Regions from separate parts of the Mus musculus genome. Here all the other regions are linked to region 3. A link is a contact called in public ChIA-PET and Hi-C data. All regions are on one chromosome and are shown on one strand. The core of a region is the stretch at or near the end of the contact, and the rest is flanking DNA. Distances in the headings are between cores, read along the strand shown. Region 1 holds the start of Srgn (serglycin). Region 2 holds the start of Hk1 (hexokinase 1). Region 3 holds the start of Ccar1 (cell division cycle and apoptosis regulator 1).

Evidence for each region. Hi-C and Micro-C count contacts between places; a contact is called where the count stands out from the background. ChIA-PET counts read pairs in DNA pulled down with a chosen protein or histone mark.
Region 1: an RNA polymerase II ChIA-PET map of memory CD8 T cells shows a contact between it and region 3, with 135 read pairs. The contact joins the promoter of Srgn here to the promoter of Ccar1 in region 3. A contact is called at or near these places in 1 of 15 datasets of contacts at CTCF or cohesin (embryonic stem cells), 6 of 484 Hi-C or Micro-C datasets (B cells, CD8 T cells, the G1E-ER4 cell line and 3 more), 6 of 115 datasets of contacts at active chromatin or transcription factors (the SCID.adh cell line, T-cell acute lymphoblastic leukemia, effector CD8 T cells and 3 more) and 2 of 9 other capture datasets (liver and pancreatic islet).
Region 2: a Hi-C map of erythroblasts shows a contact between it and region 3, with 2.4 times the contacts expected there. The contact joins the promoter of Hk1 here to the promoter of Ccar1 in region 3. A contact is called at or near these places in 1 of 39 promoter capture datasets (hippocampal neurons), 3 of 484 Hi-C or Micro-C datasets (CD8 T cells, erythroblasts and regulatory T cells) and 2 of 115 datasets of contacts at active chromatin or transcription factors (effector CD8 T cells and memory CD8 T cells).

The regions. Positions count from the first base shown.
Region 1 is chr10:62,505,510-62,509,250 of GRCm38.p6, reverse strand. Srgn (serglycin) reads left to right here and starts at 1,494. Exons shown (of 3, transcript NM_011157.3): 1 at 1,494-1,609. The coding sequence starts at 1,537. Gm51804 (a long non-coding RNA gene) reads right to left here and starts at 1,447. Exons shown (of 3, transcript XR_003949006.1): 1 at 1,297-1,447; 2 at 964-1,177.
Region 2 is chr10:62,337,871-62,342,074 of GRCm38.p6, reverse strand. Hk1 (hexokinase 1) reads left to right here and starts at 1,654. Exons shown (of 18, transcript NM_001146100.1): 1 at 1,654-2,062. The coding sequence starts at 2,000. It overlaps Hk1os (hexokinase 1, opposite strand), which reads right to left and starts at 1,841. Exons shown (of 3, transcript NR_168630.1): 1 at 1,663-1,841.
Region 3 is chr10:62,790,809-62,794,508 of GRCm38.p6, reverse strand. It overlaps Ccar1 (cell division cycle and apoptosis regulator 1), which reads left to right and starts at 2,141. Exons shown (of 25, transcript NM_026201.3): 1 at 2,141-2,293; 2 at 3,467-3,588. The coding sequence starts at 3,516.

The DNA.
Region 1 (3,741 bases), core at 245-2,744, 280 kb after region 3:
GGCATCACGCTGCCTACTATGGGCTGGATCTTCCCACACCAAATAACCAAGACAATCCCCCTTAGGCCTGTCCATAGCCATCCTGATCCGGGCTATCTCCGTCCCTGAGACTCCCTTCCCACGTGATTGTAGGTTGTGTGAAGGTGACTAAATTATCCATCTCTACTTCTAATTGCCTTGAAGGTGTCGTGAGAAACTTCCTGAAGCTGTTAACATGATCTTTCGTTTTGTTATCAGGGCTTTAATTGAAGCTTATCATGAAAAGGGACCAAAGGCAGAGGAGAGAAATCCCAACAGATACTAAAACTCCACACGGTGTGCGCTGGGTCTCTGTGCGCCTCGGTTGCTACAGTTGAGGGTTTCCAGGCTCTGAGGGGGCTTCTGAGGAGAAGTTTCTAAGGAGGGCTTCATTTTCTCTATCAGGGCTCCTGAGCTATGAGATTCTAAAGTCTGTCCTTATCAGGAAACCTTAAGGAATCAGCAGGAAGCCCAGAACAAGGGGAAGGAAACTCCTCCCACCCATCAAAGGATGGCCAAGGGGCAGGCATCTGAGCAGCCGAGGAACGGACACCCTGAAGTGGAGAATGGTTGAGCCCTCAGAGCAAAGGCAGAGAAAGCTGTCTCGCTACAGATACAGCGTAAAACCACCCTTACTGTGAGGCTAGCACAGAGTGGCCATTCCCGCACCCGCACCCCCAAAGCCCCGCAATCTTCGAGGCCAGGGAACGGCTAGTCCTTTATGAACGGCAGCATCTGTGTCTCTGTTTTCACATTCCACGGCCCTCTGAGGGGGGGACCTGCCCTCCTTGTTCCTGATTTTTGCCTTACTCAAGACCAGAAAGAAAAATTTTTTTTCGAAGTAAACAAACAAACAAACAAAAAAAAACAGGAAAAAAAGATGCAAACATGCATGGTCTCAATCCCTGGGGAGCAGCTGATTTTATATATATATATATTCCTCACCTGTTTGTGAGCTAGAGGGAAAGCCAGGAATTCTAGCAGACTCTGGACGTTAACGGAGACCGCTCATCCTGGGGGCTGAGAACCCAGCTCGGCTCGGAATGTTCCCTGCTTGTGCCTGACTCTGTGCGCGCCCAGCTTCTCTTTGATGTGCGCTGTGGATGAGCCGAGCTCAGTTCTGGAACAGCTGAGTCCTCCTGTCTGTTTAGATTGTTACCTGAAGGAAGGGAGGGGGAAGAAAGTGCTGATTCGACTTTTTGATGGGGAAAACTTTTTTTTTAAACATGCAAATGACAGATGGCAGAGCTTTTTGGAAAAAGAAAAAATAATAACCACACAGCAAACGCCTAGGGGGAGTCCGGTGGAGTTTCATCATGGGTATGAACAGTTGTTGTTTTTTTCAACTTTCTTCTTCTTTCTGGGTGTTGATGTGGATCTCTTTCTATTTGTTCAGGAAACTGTGACGTGTGTTCTTGGGCAGGGTCTGAGGTTTTGGAACCTCTTTCTAAAAGGGACAGAAAGAGCACCCTGCTACATTTGCTAATCCAGAGGCTGAGTGGAGCCGAGCTGGTCAGGATGCAGGTTCCCGTCGGCAGCAGGCTTGTCCTGGCTCTCGCCTTCGTCCTGGTTTGGGGATCTTCAGTGCAAGGTAAGAGACCCAGGATCTTTAATTCTCTGCTCTGAAGGCATCAGCATATGCACAAGTAATTGTCTTCATCTGAAGGTGCAGGGTGTCCTATTGTGGGAGGGGAGGTAAGGAAGGATTTCAGGTGCCTCAACAACCTCGTGTGAGTTTACTTGAGTTTGGTCTAAAAAATAATAATAATTAATTAAACTCTAAGGTAAGTGGTGGCCTTAAAACCTGTCAGGATGACTGAAAAGTGTTCTTATTTTTTTGGGTAAAGATGTGTGGTTTATTCATTTAAAGCATTCAAGAAATAAATGGAAAATTACCCAACTGATCTACTGAGATGGTGGCATCATGGAATTTTCTAGAATAGCATCCTATCACTGAGTTGTCTGCATGAACTCCATTTTGATATAAGGTCTCATGTAGCGTAAGATGGTCTTCAACTTGCTATACAGCTGAAGAGGACCTGGAACTTCTACTTCCCGAGTGCTGGGATAACAGGTGTATGTCTCCATGCTGGGTTCCAAAGAACGGAATCTGATGGCGCTGTTATTTTAACAATGAAAGAGGCTTTTGTGTGTGTGTGATTTTCTGAGACAGGGTTTCTCTGTGTAGCCCTGGCTGTCCTGGAACTCACTCTGTAGACCAGGCTGGCCTCGAACTCCGAAATCCACCTGCCTCTGTTTCCCAAGTGCTGGGATTAAAGGTGTGCGCCACCACTGCCCGGCTTTTTTTTTTTTTTTTTTTTTAATTGGGGTAAATGTAGCTATTTTTACTTTCTTCTTAAGCTCGGCTCTTACCAAACATTCAATTTTGGCTAGGCAAAATGCTAACTCTAAAACAATATTTTAGAAACAGCCTGAGGAGTGTTAGCATTTGTGCTCTCGTCCAGAAAACAGGTTTTCGTTTGAAAACCTGTCTGTAAATTTGACTGTCTTTTACAGCTGTTCAGTCATGCTGACTCAACCTCAAACTTTTTCTAAGAAGATGGAATGTTTGTAGAACAAACAAACAAACAACAACTACAAAGAAGCACACTTTATTCGCCTTAATATTTAGGGAACTATGTCTAAATGAGGCAGAAGGTCATGGCCTGATAAATAAGTTGCCGAGTTTATGGTTGAAAAACATAAAGGAAATGTTGAGTCACAGCGACATACGTGTCCTGGAGTTTCTTCGAAGTGACTCCTAGCTGTAGCGTTCTTACTTCCGGTCGAAATGACATCTCACAGGTTACTTCAGAAATTCCTTGCATAGTGGAAGTTTAGAAACTTATTTTCATGGGGCTATGCTAACGTCGTCATCGGAAAACAGGAAGTGACCTTGCTAAGGCTCACTTCTATTTATGTAGCTTTGTGATATTGGCGCCTACACCCAGGGCCTCATGCATGTCCGGGGCTCTGCTACACAGCTAGAGCCACACTTTTCCCTTTGACTCAGAATTCAAGTTCATGCGGATCTTTCAGGGAAAAACCTTTGGCTTCATGAAATAGTCCCCGGTAGCCACGTGCTCTGGCAAGATGGACAGCTGTGAATTCCGCATTTGTGACACCTGGCTCTGGGTGTCTCTCTACCAGAGGCGTGCATGTAAGCCTTTCAGTTGCAAAAGTTCCCAGAAACATCAAACTAGACTAAAAACAAAACCTTGTCTATTTCATCACGAGCCAGAAATTAGGAAGGAGTCGGGCTGGGTGGCTTCTAAGGCACTCAAGGTGCAGAGGCAGGAGGGACTGTGAGTTTAAGGCCAGCCCAGTCTTCGAGAGTTCCAGGATAGCCTGTGCTACTAGTGAGATCTTATCTCAAAAAAAAAAAAAAAAAAAAAAAAAAAAAAAAAAAAAGCATGGGGGGGGGAGAGGTAGGGGAGGAAAGGCTGTCTTTTATCTTTTATGTCATGGTTGACTTAGCTCTTAGTTGGGAACAGAAGCAAAGAAAGGAGACAATGAATGAGCCAAAAATCTAGGGTGTTTCCAAGGGGTTCTTGGCTTAACGACTTTGCTCATCTCTGAACATGAATGTGGGTGTTTGGCCACGAGTTAGTGATTAAGCGGCTACAGCAATGACACTATGTGTCTTACCACTTGTGTCCTGCCACGAGTGATTAGATACCATACCCTCTCTGTCAAATCGCTTACCCCAGGATAGCCTTGAGC
Region 2 (4,204 bases), core at 405-2,904, 450 kb after region 3:
GTGGTAATGGTATTGGGAGCGGCAGTGAGTCTGACTTAGAGATGTGAATTAGGAAATAATGCTAAGCCTTAGTGCCTCTGTGTGTGTGTGTGTGTGTGTACTGAGTCACCTTGGTACAGGGGTTGGGGGAAGGGATAGCAGAGGTGCCTACCTGCCTATAAGTTTGGCCAGCTTTTTCCCAATTCTGGTTTGTTGGGTAAGGGTTGTATGGGGACAGATTATAGTGATAGCTGAAGGCTGAGTGAGGGGGCCGTGAGTCTAACACGGGGAGCAGAGAGATGGCCCATTCAACCTACAGAGCTCTGAGAAAACAAAACAACCCTCCATCCTCAAAGATGTCCCAGCCTTGAGAGCTGGCTGGCAGAACTACATTTGCAGAGTCGAATGCAGCTTAGAAGAACCATTTTGTCCTGACACTGGTGGCCATGTTGGTAGCGTTCGCCTGTGCATATGTGTGTGTGTGTGTGTTAGTTTGAGATTTATGTGGGCCTCAAATGCTAATCTTTTTGAGGGGAGATCCTATTAGGAAAATAATTTAAATACAACAGTTAGGCCCTCCCTGGGCCTGGAAATGGCGATATACAGGTTGCGCCCCCCCCCCCAAACTTTAACCTGTAGGCTCCCAAGTTCATTCTATGAGAGTACTTCCCACTTAATTTGTTAGACACAAGTGTTTATGCTCTTTCACAAAAATCATGGGGTGTAGACATCAGTAGTTACAGCTCCATCTTAGGGGTAAAGAAGTGACTGAGGACACATCTGCACCTGCCATTGGGCAGGGTGGGGATGTGTCCTGGATAGAGGTATCAGGTCTACCACCTCTTTCTCAGTGGGCAGTGGTGGCTGGAAGGGTCCTGGGGTACTTGAGGGGTGTTCCAGGCATGGGCTCCTAGCCCCCCAGGTGTGGGCTAGAAGTTAGCCTCTATAGTTCCCTCAGGACAGATGCTGCAGCCCTGGTCATGGGAACATGGCCTGCAAGGGAAGCTTAAGTAAGAGACACTGCATACAACGGCCAGGTCACCAGCACTGAAGCTAAGAAAACCCTGCCCGACTCCTGAGCAGCAACTGTAACGCATTGCCTCAGACTCCTCACCTGTAGAATCAGAGCCACTTCTGTATGTCAGAGTTCTTACTTGTCATAAGGTACAAATACGATTTCCCCTCAACCTGAGTCCTGAACAGTACCCCCAACCTCCCAGAACCCGGATGCCCAAGAGCTAGAGAAGGGTGGGAGGATCGGGACAGGCTGGGAATAGGCCAAAATTCCCACTCGGGGACCATGAGCTCTTACATGATGTCACAGGGGCAGGCGCTTTGGGTTTCGCTATGTGAACTCTGACAGGCTGTGGTGGGACTCCGAGCATCATCCTTAGATTTTGGATCCTCGATGGCAGGCAGGCACAGGGACCCAGTGCAAGATCTGTGAAGCCGCCTAGTTTCGGCTTCCGCTCTCTTTCCACGCCCACTTGTGTGCTTCCCCAACAGGGAGGATGGGAGGGGTGGGGGACGAGCCCTAATCTCCGAGGAAGGGGTGTGGCTCCGTTCGCGTTCTCCAGTTTGTGGTGTCCTGGATCTGTCCTCTGGTCCCCTCCAGATCGTGTCCCACACCCCACCCACTCTGGCTTGGCACTGTGCCACCACGCGTGACCGCGCGCTCCTTACGTGGGGAACGTGCAGGGTGATGCCTCCTTTCCGGCGCGGGAGGGAGCGGCCGTCATTCTCCTGCTCTGGCTGGGAAGCCCCAGCCATAGCGCGGCAGTGGCGCCTTGTAGCCAATGGGGACTGAGGAGGTGGGCCGGCTGGCGGTTGTCACCCTCCCGGGGACGGGAGCTCGGAGGTCTGGAGAGAGCAGGCAGACGCCCCGCCCAGGGACTGAGGGGGAGGAGCCAAGGGAGGAGGAGGTGGAGTCGCGGATCCGCCGCTGGAGGACCACTGCTCACCAGGGCTACTGAGGAGCCACTGGCCCCACACCTGCTTCTCCGCATCCCCCACCGTCAACATGATCGCCGCGCAACTACTGGCATATTACTTCACCGAGCTGAAGGATGACCAAGTCAAAAAGGTGAGCCCCGCCGGCGCCGCCCTGGCCACAGCCTTGCATTCCCGCATCCGCTCGCCACCGCCTGCATCCTCCCCCCGGCCTCTCCCGGCTAGACAGCATCTAGTTGGACTACAGGGTGCAGGCGACAGGCCTCATGCTGGGATTCACCCGGGCATTGTGGGCATGCGGGCGTGCTTGTGGTTTGAGGAGCTGGGCGGCCGGCTGAAGACCCCCCCCCTTCCTCCCACGGCTGGATTGCATACTGCAGTGTCCTTGAAAAGGACCATGGATGTCAGATGGGTACCCGCACGCAGTGCCGGGCTGAGACCTGTCTAGGTGGGGACCAGCTGGCCTGTCTATAGGCCTGTTTTGAAAGGTCCACGCGCGCCGTGGGCGGGGAAGGTGTGATCGCCGAGATAGGCTGGGGAGGTGAGTGAGCAGCTGGCGGGGGTGCTGGCTGGAAGCCAGGCATCCCATATTTGGGGTTCCCATTTGGAGAATACGATGCCCTCCTGAAACTGTCACTGGGCTCCCCCAGCTGTTGCAGCTGCTCCTTACTCTGAGGACGGGGTGACCCGCCTGGCTTTCCGGTGAGGGGAGGGGAGCAGAGGCCACCGGAAACTTTGCTCATAGGCCTCAGGTCGAGAACCGCACGTCTGAATGGAATTTTTTCTTCCTCTAAACCTGTAATTTCCAGGCAGTCTCAGCCTAGGAGCTCAAATAAGACACTTTAGTCACTTGAAGAGCTCGGAGGGGTTGGCATTCGTTCCTTGTGACTTGTGAGTTCTTGCACATGGACGCTGGGTCCTAGGGGTGATGTTCATCTAGTATAAAGTGCCGTCTGCTGGTGGGTCTTAAAGATGTACCTCACTTTTCTGCCACCATCAGTAAGACGGGATGTTTTTTTCCTGAGATAGACTAAGTTGGTTAGGAAAACACCTAGGACATTTTTATTTGTGCTATGGGTATGCCTTACCTACCCTAGGATAGGTTAATAGCATCATCACCCTGACAGACACTGGGACAAGAGGTACTATCTACAGGTGAGAGGCGGCAGTGACTAGGCTCTGTCCTTTCCTGGCCTGAGACTTCTCATCCTGCACCTTCAGAAGCAGTCTTACCGGGGACTGTGACCTCCTGAAGGTCACACAGCTGGTTAGAGGTGGAGTCTGGGCGGGGCTCTGACCCTCCTCCCACTCGAGAACTTGACCAAGACTCCCCCTGGGTGTCAGCTGAAGGGGAGGTGCTGAGAGACAAGACTGTTGGAGATGCAGCTCTTATCCTGAATAGGGACCAGGAATAGGGTGCTGAAGGGCTTCACTGTCAATCTCCCACCCCCACCCCCATCCCTGACCTGATGTCAGGGAGCTATGCATCAACACGTGTAATTGCTTGAGTTTCTTCCATGGCGGTGGACATGCTTATCCCATGGAAAGGGAAGATAGGAGGGCAGAGTGCACTTAGGATAGGCCTCCCGAATCAAGAGTCCACAGCTCTCCCACTCTAGATACCCTCTGTGGCTCAGGCGTGCAATGGTGGGTGGAGGCCCAATGACCTTGTAAACTAAGCCTCCAGCCTCACACCCACAGCCACCTGTGTGGCTGCCAGCTGCCTGGCTGCTCCCTGACACCGTGCTGGGTGGCCACCGGTGGCTGAGTTGGACTAAGGCGCTCCACTACAAGTGGCCTGATTCACCTCCGTCCCATTCCATCTCCCAGGCCCTGTGGGTATCTGAGCACCGATTCAAACGGTGCCTAACTAAAGCCCTCACTCTGAGATTGGGATATCCCCTCCCCCACCTCTATCCCAGAGCTTTGCTGGAGCAAGGTCTCTAAACTGAAACTTTCATTTCGTTCTGTGTAGGAGATCCTTAAAAACAAATGAGCTCTCAGCCTGACGGTGGGTGGTGGCTCAAGCCTTTAATCCCAGCTTTTGGGAGGCAGAGGTGGATCTCTGTGAGTTTAAGGTCAGCTTGGTCCACAGGGCAAATTCCAGGTCAGCCAGGAATACAGAGAGAAACCCTGTCTGGAACCACCCCCCTCCAAAAACAACAACAACAACAACAACAACAAAACAAAAACAAAAAAGCCAAAACAAACAAACATACAAACCCTCAAAACAAAAACTGAGCAACGGCAGGGCGTGGTGGCCTCCCAGCACTTG
Region 3 (3,700 bases), core at 892-3,391:
AAATTTCATTTTTATTCATGTGTATGAATTTGTGTATATGTTTGTGTGAGCCTGTGTCACATGTGTGCAGTATCCCAGGAGGCCGGGAGAGGGCCTCAGAGTTCTGTTTAGTTGTATGGGGCTAATGTAGATGGTGGGATGAGCTCCAAGGTTTAGGAAAGAATATCAAGTGGGCCTAACTGCTGAACCATCCCTCTAGCTCTGTTTCGTGTGTTTTATTTATTTTGTTTTTGTTTTTGGTCTTTTGAGACAGGATTTTTCTGTTTCACCCTGGCCATTCTGGAACTCACTCTGTAGACCAGGCTGGCCTTGAACTTAAATATCTGCCTACCTCTGTCTCCCAAGTGCTGAGATTAAAGGCATGTACCACCACTGCTCTGCTTTGTGTGTTTTATAAACACTCTTTCACTATGTAGCCCTGGCTGTCCTGTGCCTTACAATGTAGACCAAGCTAATCTAGAAGTCATAGAGACATGTCAATCCAAAATACAGACATCAAAAACATATGCCTGGGGTTTCTTTCAGAACTTAAAAAAAAAAAAAAAGAAGTATTTATTTATTTATTTATTTATTATGAGTACACTGTAGCTGTCTTCAGACACACCAGAAGAGGGCATCAGATCCCATTACCGATGGTTGTGAGCCACCATGTGGTTGCTGGGAATTGAATTCAGGACCTCTGGAAGAGCAGTTAGTGCTCTTAACCGCTGAGCCATTTCTCCAGCCCCCAGAACTTTTTTTGATAAGGTATCTCAGATTTAAGTTTTCTCACTTTGTCCCTCTTATTGCTGGGCCACCTGGCACACGCTGTTTTGAATTTTTACAAATTACTATAGTGTGATGACTATATTCTAATAGTTTGAAGGTCAGGACAGAATTAGTAAGGACAAAGGAGTTACATTTTACCCAACTTCTGTAAGTTTTACTTAAGTGGGAGAAAGGACCCTTGTGGTTTGAAAAATATTAAAGAACGTGTACCTATGTGATCCTGTGTTCATAAAATTTAAGGGAAAAAATACAAGGAACCACAGAAAAAGCTATATATTTTATCCTATTGGGTTTGATGAGATAAGGTGTTACACAGTCCAGGCTGGCCTTGAACTCCTGATCCTCCCTTCCCCTCCCTCCCAAGTGTTAGATTACAGGTCACCACCTGATCATGCTTGGCTCAGCTAATCTTATGTGGGATTCCTAGCATAAGCTATTTCATGTTGAGAATTTGACTAGATGTCACCAGCAGGTGTAGGACAAAATTAGAAAATGACTTAATAATAGCTCTGTCTTTCATTTTTTGAGACAGGGTTTATCTGTGTTGCCCTGGCTGTGTCTGCCTCTGCCTCTTGAGCGCTGGGATTAGAGGTGTGCACTTCCCCCATCCCCCAACCTTTCCACTCCCTCTCGCCCCCCAAATCCTCCAGCTGTTTCTTTTCAGTAGGGTCTTCAAATACTAGGGGTGATGATGGCCTGCACTCAGTGTATTAAAATCCACTCAGTTGTTCGCTTTTACACATTCCAGCCTTAATCCCGAGGAGATGGCACTGCGGTTAAAAGCACTAATCTCTGTTCTCAGGACCTGGGATTGATTATCAGCACCCACGGGGTGGTTCACACCGGTCAGGAACTCTAGTTTCGGGGGATCTGTCGTCTTCTCAGCTCCAGGGGCACCAAGCCCACACCTGTGCGCATAAATCATGGAGGCAAAACCCTCTAAAAATGAAAAGAATGTAAACAAAAAAAAATTTTTTTTTTTTGTTCTTCGAGACAGGATATGTCTGTATAACCCTGACTGTTTTGGAACTCACTCTGTAGACCAGGCTGGCCTCGAACTCAGAAATCCGCCTGCCTCTGCCTCTCGAGTGCTGGGATTAAAGGCGTGCGCCACCACTGCCCGCTAACAACGAAGTTCTTACAGGCTTATTCTTCCAAACATGTTCCAAACAAGAATAGAGGGACCACAAGATGGCGGCGGCGACACCGGCCGGACCACGTGACTGCCGCTCGCTCTCCCTCTCTCTCCCAGGGAAGGACAGCGTTGGCCTCAGAGCAGGCGAGCGACAGCCAGCTCATTGTTCAGCGAAGTCAAGGTAACCCGGCTGAGGCTCGCTCTCGCTCCCCAGTGAACGCACTCGCGGGGAGCGCGCACGCCGAACTTTTTTCGCGCACGCGCCCGTTCCTCTCGGAACCGGGAGGCGGTGCGGCGTAGGCAGGGGGGTTGGAGGGGAAAGCAGTCTGCGCATGCGCCTGAGCTTGACGGGTTTGAAATGGCTTCTCGGTTAACCCGGGCCAGACTCAGGTGAAGGTCTGGTCAGTGTTTTGGTGTGGCGCGGTGGGAGGCCGCGGCGGGTTGCTTCCGTTCGTTGGCAGCCGGTCAGCGGAGGGGTAGGGAGCGAGTGATGTGGCGGTGGCGGGTGGGTGTGTGATGGCGGACGCCGCGGGGCCGGCGGGCGAGGGACGCGGTCCCTTTTGTGCGGGTCGGAGTAGGCCCCACGCGCCGCGCCCTGCCCCCAGCGCAGCGGCTCCAGGCCCCTCAGGTGCGGCCTGCGCCCCTTCGACTGGGCCGGGCCAGGCCGGAGGCCGTGCGTCCTCCGGCCCGCGCTGCCCCGCCGCTGAGACCCGGCCCCGGGCGGCGGCGGCGAGCGTTTCCAGCGCTTGGAGGTTCTCTCAGACCGGCCCGGGGACCTCGGGGACTGCGACGACCCGCGGGCCCCAGTGGCCGCGGCCTGGGGCGCTGCCTTCCATCTTTCACGGCCGGCGCGTGGGAGGAAGATGAGTGTCCTCACCCCGGGATGCCAGGCCCATCTTTTCCTTTTCTCTTGGGTTTTTGAGCCGGGGTCTTCGCAGTGGTTCTTTTGGAGCCGCGCGTCCTCCCAACTGCCTCCCCACTCCCGGAGTGGAGACTAGGGTGACAAAGGCCATAGTGACTTCCTAGCCCTTAAAGTAATGTTCGTTATTGAGATGGTATCTGCCAATACCTTTATGGGGGAGGGGGGGTCTCGACGCAGTTTCCGTTATTGATTTAACCCCACTGCAGGACCTCAGACCATCGCCCAAAGAAACACGCAGGCTGTACTTGCTGCGTCTATAAGTTCGTTTGTCCCCAGAGAGAGAGGCTCTGTATCTAGCCCTAGCTGGTTTGTAATGTCATATAAATCATGCTGGCCTGGAGTTTATAGAGATCCGCCTGACTCTGCCTCTGGAGGGATGGGTTGGGAGGGGATTAAAGGCTTTGCCACTAAGCTCGGGCAGACCTTTTTAGGAAATGACCTTGTAGTTACTGAAGGAAGTTCCTTTAAGTCAGCCCCAAGGATATCTTTTAAATAGAGTATGCACAAGTGATCTGTTGATAGGCTGGTTGTGCGTTTTATTTCAAATGTTCTGTTGCACACTTCGGTTGGTTCTTGTTTGGAACGTGTCTTTAATATATCAATGATTTCTCTAAACTAGCCTTTTCCTATATCCTTTATAGGTATCTGCTATAGAAGGGAAACAAGTGAAAGTTTTCCCCCCCTTGCATCATGGCTCAGTTTGGAGGACAGAAGAATCCACCATGGGCTACTCAGTTTACAGCCACTGCGGTCTCACAACCAGGTCAGGCAACTGAACCCTTGGACTGGAAATGATATACCCTTTAGTTTTTAAGATACTTTTGAAAATTAACTCAGGAACAAAAACAAAACCCCACTTATCCAGCAATTTGAAC